Linked DNA regions of Danio rerio: region 2 is linked to region 1. The links are chromatin contacts, called in public Micro-C maps. All regions are on one chromosome and are shown on one strand. Each heading gives the region's core, a stretch centred on a gene start, on an enhancer-like site or on the middle of the called end of the contact. The rest is flanking DNA. Distances are from core to core; before and after follow the strand shown.

Region 1 (3,670 bases), core at 1,016-3,515:
TAGCTACGGTGAAGCTGCTTCTTCCAAACGAAGATAAAGTGAACTGAAAACTTAGACTATTTATGGTGCCTTAGGGCTCATATGATTGGAAGATTAGTGATTAGCAAATGCGAGACTGGACGTGATAAATCATAAGCACGTGATCCTCTCGAAATTAGTTTATGAATAAACTTCACTTAAAAATAAATTTAGACAAATTTGGTTCTATTTTATTTGTTTATTTATTTTTTGTTTCTGATGTGTAACTGATCAAATATATTCTGAGTATTAAAAATGAACAGTAAGCCTTAGGGGCGTTAAGGATGTGTGTATCCAAAGGTGTATCCCTTCTAGACTTTACTGCTCAGCATTCATGCTAACTCTTTTCACAAGATCAGCTTCTTAAACACTAGAAAGTGTTTAATATCTTAATAAAAAACAAGAAAAAATCTATGTATGTATGTATTATATCATTTTTGCATCAAATTACACACACACACACACACACACACACACACACACACACACACACACACACACACACACATATATATATATATATATATATATATATATATATATTGTAGTTGAAGTCAAAATAATTAGCCCCCATTTGATTTTTTTTCTCTTTTTTAAATATTTCCCAAATTATGTTAAACAGAGCAAATAAATTTTACAGTATGTCTAATAATATTTTTTTGTTCTGTAGAAACCAGTTTTTAATTTTCTAAACACCATTTAAGGGCAAAATTATTAGCCCCTTTAGGCAATTTTTTTTTCAATAGTCTACAGAACAAACCATCATTATTCAACAGCTTGCCCAATTACCCTAACCTGCCTAGTTAACCTAATTTATATATATAAGCAATATATAAATATAAAAGCACTACTACTAAAAGTGAAATAAAGTAAATTTACGAATAAATTACAATTTATGTGATAAAAAAACTGAATGTTCTAATTATTATCAATGTGGGAACCAGATTTTTTGGTATTTAAAATTAAACATTAATTATTAGTAACTAATAATTTTTTTAAGTCTTATAAAGAAGAAGAATTAAAAAAAAAAAAAAAAAACATTAAATTGATATATTGAAAATTTTCCTAAGCACAAAATCAGCATATTACAATATACTGTGTGTGTGTGTATGTGTGTGTGTGTGTATATATATATATATATATATATATATATATATATATATATATATATATATATATATATATATTTTTTTTTAATTATTATTATTATTACCATTCATTCTTTCATTTTCTTTTTATTGATCCATTTATTGATCAGGGGTCGCCACAGCGGAATCAACCGCCAACTTTTCCAGCACGTTTATACACAGCGGATGCCCTTCCAGCCGCAACCAATCTCTGGGAAAATATTTATTACCAAATTAATTTTAAAAAAAAAAGGTTTATTTAATAATTTTATAGTAGGCATATTTAATAATGTTACAGTTGAAGTCAGAATTATTAGCCCCCCGTTGATTTTTTTCTTCTTTTTTAAATATTTCCCAAATGATGATTAACAGGGCAAGGAAATTTTCACGGTATGTCTGGTATTATTATTATTTTTCTGGAGAAAGTCTTATTTCGGCTAGAATAAAAGCAGTTATTAATTTTTTAAACATCATTTTGAGGACAAAATTATTTGCCCCTTCAAGCATTTGTTTTTCGACTGTACAGAAAAAAAACCATCGTTATACAATAACTTGCCTAATTAACCTAGTTAAGCCTTTAAATGTCAGTTTAAGCTGTATAGAAGTGTCTTGTAAAAATATTTAGTCAAATATTATTTACTTTCATCATGGCAAAGATAAAATAAATCAGTTATTAGAGATGAGTTATTAAAACTATTATGATTAGAAATGTGTTGAAAAAAATCTTTTTTAAACAGAAATTGGGGAAAACAATAAACAGGGGGGCTAATAATTCTGTCTAACTGTATATAATAATAATGTTTATTTAATAATAATAAATATAATAATAATAATAATAATTATTATTATTATTATTATTATTATTATTACTGTTATTTTTATAGGTTTTATTAACATATAAATTATAATCAAATTACAAAAATATTTTCTGTCATTGTTTTTCTTTTTTATACTTTGAATTTCTCTAAAATTAAAAACAATCTAATTTGATATTAAAATAGCAAAAATTCAAACAAAATTTTAGAAAACTGCTGGGATGCCAGCGTGTGATGATCCACTCTTGTCCACCAGAGCGCACTCTTGCCTCATTGTTTCTCTTGGTCATGGCAACCGCGTTTTCATTGACTCATTCTCTGCATAGATCGCACCCAGAACGAACAGAGACACACCAAAAAAAAAAAAAAAAAAAAAGAACTCACACGCGAGCAGCAGCTCCATGAGGAATGAGCAGAAGCCTTTGGATTCATGACGTCCTCCCAAAGACCTTTCGCTGAGTGAAATCCACCGGAGAGACTTGAATGTTCGCGACCGTTCGGATGTTCAGCTGACTGTGATTTGCAGGAACACCGAGCGACCATCATCATCATGGCTGCGTCTGAATTATATACAAAGGTAAACTCACACACTCAGCATCTGGCCGTCTGGACGTCAAATATAAATGCCAAGGCTGTAAATTAAACGCCAGCGTGTTGACAAAAAGCGCGGTTATTGGTGATTGCACGTTGGTCGTGTTGTCATTGTAGTGCATATGTTGACATTATTGCCCTCTGATCATATGAATTATGTATTTCCCCACACATGCTTTATTCCTCATGAATAGCTCATTGTTTATGCTCTAAAACGACAGTGTTATGCTTATTATTCTTTTGTTATATGAGATTAACACGCTATTTACCTTTTAAAACGTCAACATTGTTAAGAAATGCTGCGTTAACTGTAGCATTTATAGTGAATGTTTATGAAACACTGCATTGCTTGTCATTTTACTGAAAATTAATGCATGCATAAGCTTTGAACTGTATTAAATGCACTATTGATAGTCAGATGCAAAAAAAAAATCTTGAGTGTTAGGCAAGCAAGAGGTTTTCAAAGGATGTATTGATATGGGTCACAGTTGTGGTTGATGGCTGAGAGCCAGTGGGATGCGGGCGGTGCTGATGTGAGCATCGTTGCCTGCATGGGATGATGGGAGCATCTCTGGTGCTGATGCGAGCATGCTCTAACACAGTCTGCATCTTGCAGTGAGTAGTTGTTTTGGGTCTCTTGCTGCGCGGCCTGTTCATATTTAAGGCGTGTCTCTTTGAAGACAAAAATAAGTGTGATATTGTTGCGTAGCAGCCTGAATGTGACGTCATCACATATGGTCATAATGATGTCTCAGATGACGAATGACTGGTTGTTTTACTCAAGAGTGAGAGAGAGAGAGAGAGAGAGAGAGAGAATGGGGGAGGCTCACCCATCCCCCATGATGCAGCTGTCTTATTGTAAATGCACTGATGGATTCTTTTGAAATCTCCTAGAGCACAGAATGTTTATTTGGATTCAGGCCTTAGACAAGTAGCAACGATCTAGCTCTACAAAGGTTTTTTGTAATAGACTAAAGCATTTTTATATGGGTAACATGGTTGGGTTTGTGGTCAAATGATATACTTTCTTGGCAAATTGTGGGTCATTTAATGATTGAAATATATGTGTTTTATTTTAGTATTAGGCATGGGCCGGTGTATGATTCTGACGATATGATA
Region 2 (3,838 bases), core at 295-2,794, 90 kb after region 1:
ATATATATATGTATATGTATAAAACAGTAAGCAGTAAACAGTAAACAACAACAAAAATACTAAAACTTTATCGAAAATTATTATAAAGTTGAAAATTAAAAGCCAAAAATTTAAATGCAAAAATCAAAAACTATGACACTAAAATAAAACTAACTTGCTTACAGAGTAAATAAATGTAATTATAATTATAGTTACAACTATACAAACACACTAAACACAACTTAGTTACTAACTTCAATTAAAATAAAGAAATTCTCTAGCAAAATGTCTAAAGTGATGGCAAAACAGGTGATTTTGCTCACATTTTAAGATTATAAGGCTGAACGGCATAAAATGCCAACAATCTACAGAGATCTCTCAGTATTTCTCTTATGAAATCTGGAGATCACGAAAATTAACCCGGAAAAGCCAGAGCAAAGCAAACACTAACAGATTACTATGGTATAAATGCAGCATTACAACAGACAAAAGAGAGAGAATGAACACTAAAATAAAACTTACTTACTTACTTAGAGAGTAAATAAATATAATTATAGTTACAACTGTATAAACACAACTTGGTTACTAACATCAATTATAATAAATACAGAAAATGTAAAATGAAAATCTAAATAAGTACCATAATACTAGCAATGATTCTATAATATTTTAAATAATAACTTTAGCTTAAACATTATTGTATTACTAAATCTTACAATCTAAATACATTATATTGTCTTTAGAAGATTGGAGAAGTAGTTTTTTTTTATTACTGCAGAGTAAGAAAATACTCATATATGATTGGTCTTTGCAACAAAGTAACTTCTGTTGTCTCTCTGTGTCTGTCAGGTGGAGTATCAATGTGATGGTTTTCTGGAGAAGAATAAAGACACGGTGAATGAGGAGCAGATAAATGTTTTGAAGGCCAGTAAGGTGAGTGAAAATCAGTATGTCATTCTGACTTCTGCCCATTTTTTACCAAAGAAACGTTCTGATATTTTGGCCTAGAACCAGGATAATTCCATCAAAACCTTAAATAAGTCTGACAGGGTTGAACCAAAACAAAAATAGCCATTACACTAGGTCATATGCAGCAGTTTATAAACCTGAAACTAATACACTTTAATGAAGTAAGTTACTATTAGAGAAAACCAGCCATAAAATCATAAAATCAGCCCTAAACAGGGTGCTTTCATTCAATATTTTTGACCTTAAATTAGGCTTAAAATCTGAGAAGGTCAATGGAACGCTGCCATCTGCTGCTCAAGAAGTATTAGTTCAGCCTGGTGTCACAGTTTCAGCATTAAATATATACAGCTCAGGGTGTATACTTTCATATTTCTAGTTGTTTTAGTCATTAAGTATCCTTTTTCTTTCTTAGTTCACACAGTTAGCATCTGGAGTATTGACAGAACAGAGCTGTTTATTAGCTTTAGCATGACTCAGCAGTTCTACATCTGACTGCTCTTTAAAGAGACGCGTTCGGACAGAAAAAAAACACTGCATACCAGCTTGTATTAGGATGTCAAACTCATGCCTTCAACTGTGCCTTCAGGGCCAGGGGTGTGTTATGTGGATTTTTCAGGAAGGTATTCAAAAATATTTCACAATTACACAAGGCAGGCAAAGGTAGAGTGCTATGGCAAGCCACTTAAGCATTTCATCTGTAAGACTCAGTAGTAGTATTTGTGTTTATCTATTTCGATAATTTCTATACTTATTCATTGACTACAAGTGTTTATAGTTTAGGCATTTTTAAAAGAAACATGTTCTTGTATATTAAATACTCATTTATGAAATACTAGTAATATATATGCTAGGATTTATTATTTGGTACTAGTACCTTATAGAGGTGTAACGGATCACTGTTCATCCGCAATTCATATGGATCACAACTCGCAGTTTGGAACACAGGTGTCCTGCGGCTTATTACTTTTTTCCCCTTGTAGTTTAATACTAAATTTGTAAGGATGATGTATAAAAGCATTTAGGCTATTCTGTAAAGTATAATTATGACGGAAGAAGTTGTGGTAGGTTATTCTGGATGTGGTGGGTTCCTAAGTTATTAAAGGTGTTTTCTGATGCTACTTGTTTAGCCTGCATTAATGCATTCACTGTAAGCTGCACGATTAATCATTAAATGATCAGGATCTCAACACCTATGCATAATAAATTATAAAGGATGGGGATTTGCATATGTTTATTAATCCTTCGAATCGCTGCATTCAAATCTGAAAACGCAAAAATTAAGAAAAAGATTCAGGGCTCTATTTTGACGGTCCATGCGCAAGACGGAGGGCGCAGGGCGCAGACGCATTCAGGGAGTGTCAGAATCCATATGTGCTAATATGAGGACGGGAAAATCTGCCCTAAAAGGGTTGAGTTTATTTTCTTAATGAGTTATAGGTGTGTTTTGAGAATAAACCAATCAGAGTCTCATCTCCCATTCCCTTTAAGAGCCTTGTGTCGCGCCATAAGCGCATTTGCTATATTTACAGGACGTAAAGTAAGTTCACTTTCACTTTTGCTCTCGTGGATAGGGAAACCTTTACGCAATTAGCCTATAATTAATTAATTTCATTTGTTAAGCGCAAAGATTTGTTTCAAAACTATTTTTAAAGTCAGTTCTAATTTCCAGCAAACGAATAAATGAACAATAATAACGAAGGGTGGTCAAAATACTAGTTAAAGGCTTAACTAGGTTAATTAGGGTAACTATGCAGGTTAGGATAATTAAGCAAGTTATTGTATAACATTGGTTTGTTCTGTAGGCTGTCGGGGGTGGGGGGGTGGGGCTGAGATATAGCTTAAAGGGCCTTTTGTCCTTAAAATTGCTATAGTTATTTCCAAATACACCTGCTGTGCCCCATATGGTCTAAAACCTGACTGGTGGGCAAGTCTAAGTTTGTTTTTAATAAAACAAATATAAATATGGATATAATAAATAATACTGCTAATAATAATAACATTATACAAAAGCAAATTTAAAAATATCTTTAATATTTTAATTCTTTTTCATAAGTAAAGATATTTGCGTATTGCTCTACATCTTGTGTGTATTAAGCATTGTGCAAGCGAGGCGCACAACTAACGTGCTCTGCGCCGGACTTTAGACCAGGTTTGTTCTAGTCTAAAGAACAGACTATTACAGTTTCTCAAAATAGCAACGCGCCAGCAATGTACCAAAACACGCCTGCTTTTTTAGACCAGACCTATGGGCGCACATATGAGCACAAATGCATTTGCTATTCAAAAAGCGTGGAGCAACACCTCAAAATGACCCTTGCGCCGAGCTAAAAGTAGCAAGTAACAATTGCGTCACGCCTTGCGCCACATTGCGCCGGGTGTATGATAGGGCCCTCAGTCTTTAGCTTACAAACAGTCAAATAACACGGAAGTGCTGGGATAACAGTTAATAGTTTAAATAAAAGCACTGATGTTTATGGTAAAGATTAAAATCACCATCATATGCATTTAACAACGCCCAAAAATGAAAGTTGTAGGCAGCAATTACATTATTTAACCAATAGGTGGCCGTCAAAAATAAACCTCTGAATCATTCTTCAAAAATCATCCAAATAACAATGAAAAATTAAGTTTTATGAGTGAATAACTGAATCATTTATTGATTATGAGACTAAAATTAAATATGTACAAATTATGATGTTAGATTTATACATTATCAGCAACAGTAGTAGTTTTTTAACAATTTATTTTTATTCAGCTGATTATGTCTTCATTGTGTTTTTAATAAAACGACAGGTTCTAAGTTCTGTTTGTTCAAACCAAAAGTGTCTTGTAGTACTGTTTTTGTAATAAATGGAAAACAAATTACATTTTTCTCCTGTCCTTTTTGGCT

What was found. A called contact is a pair of places that touch in the nucleus more often than the background predicts.
Region 2: a Micro-C map of caudal fin shows a contact between it and region 1, with 9 times the contacts expected there. The contact joins the enhancer-like site here to the promoter of myo5aa in region 1. A contact is called at or near these places in 3 of 18 Hi-C or Micro-C datasets (caudal fin, hematopoietic stem cells and an unstated tissue).

What each region holds. Positions count from the first base shown.
Region 1 is chr18:41,819,738-41,823,407 of GRCz12tu, forward strand. myo5aa (myosin VAa) reads left to right here and starts at 2,266. Exons shown (of 39, transcript XM_073930027.1): 1 at 2,266-2,537. The coding sequence starts at 2,511.
Region 2 is chr18:41,910,202-41,914,039 of GRCz12tu, forward strand. It overlaps myo5aa (myosin VAa), which reads left to right. Exons shown (of 39, transcript XM_073930027.1): 14 at 829-912. Among named protein-coding and RNA genes, the nearest start is that of zgc:171509, 84 kb to the right of the region's middle. Within about 2 kb of position 1,545, at least 5 of the 62 cell types and tissues checked have an H3K27ac peak or open chromatin away from gene starts, as enhancers often do. A contact at or near this core is called in caudal fin, where this site is marked.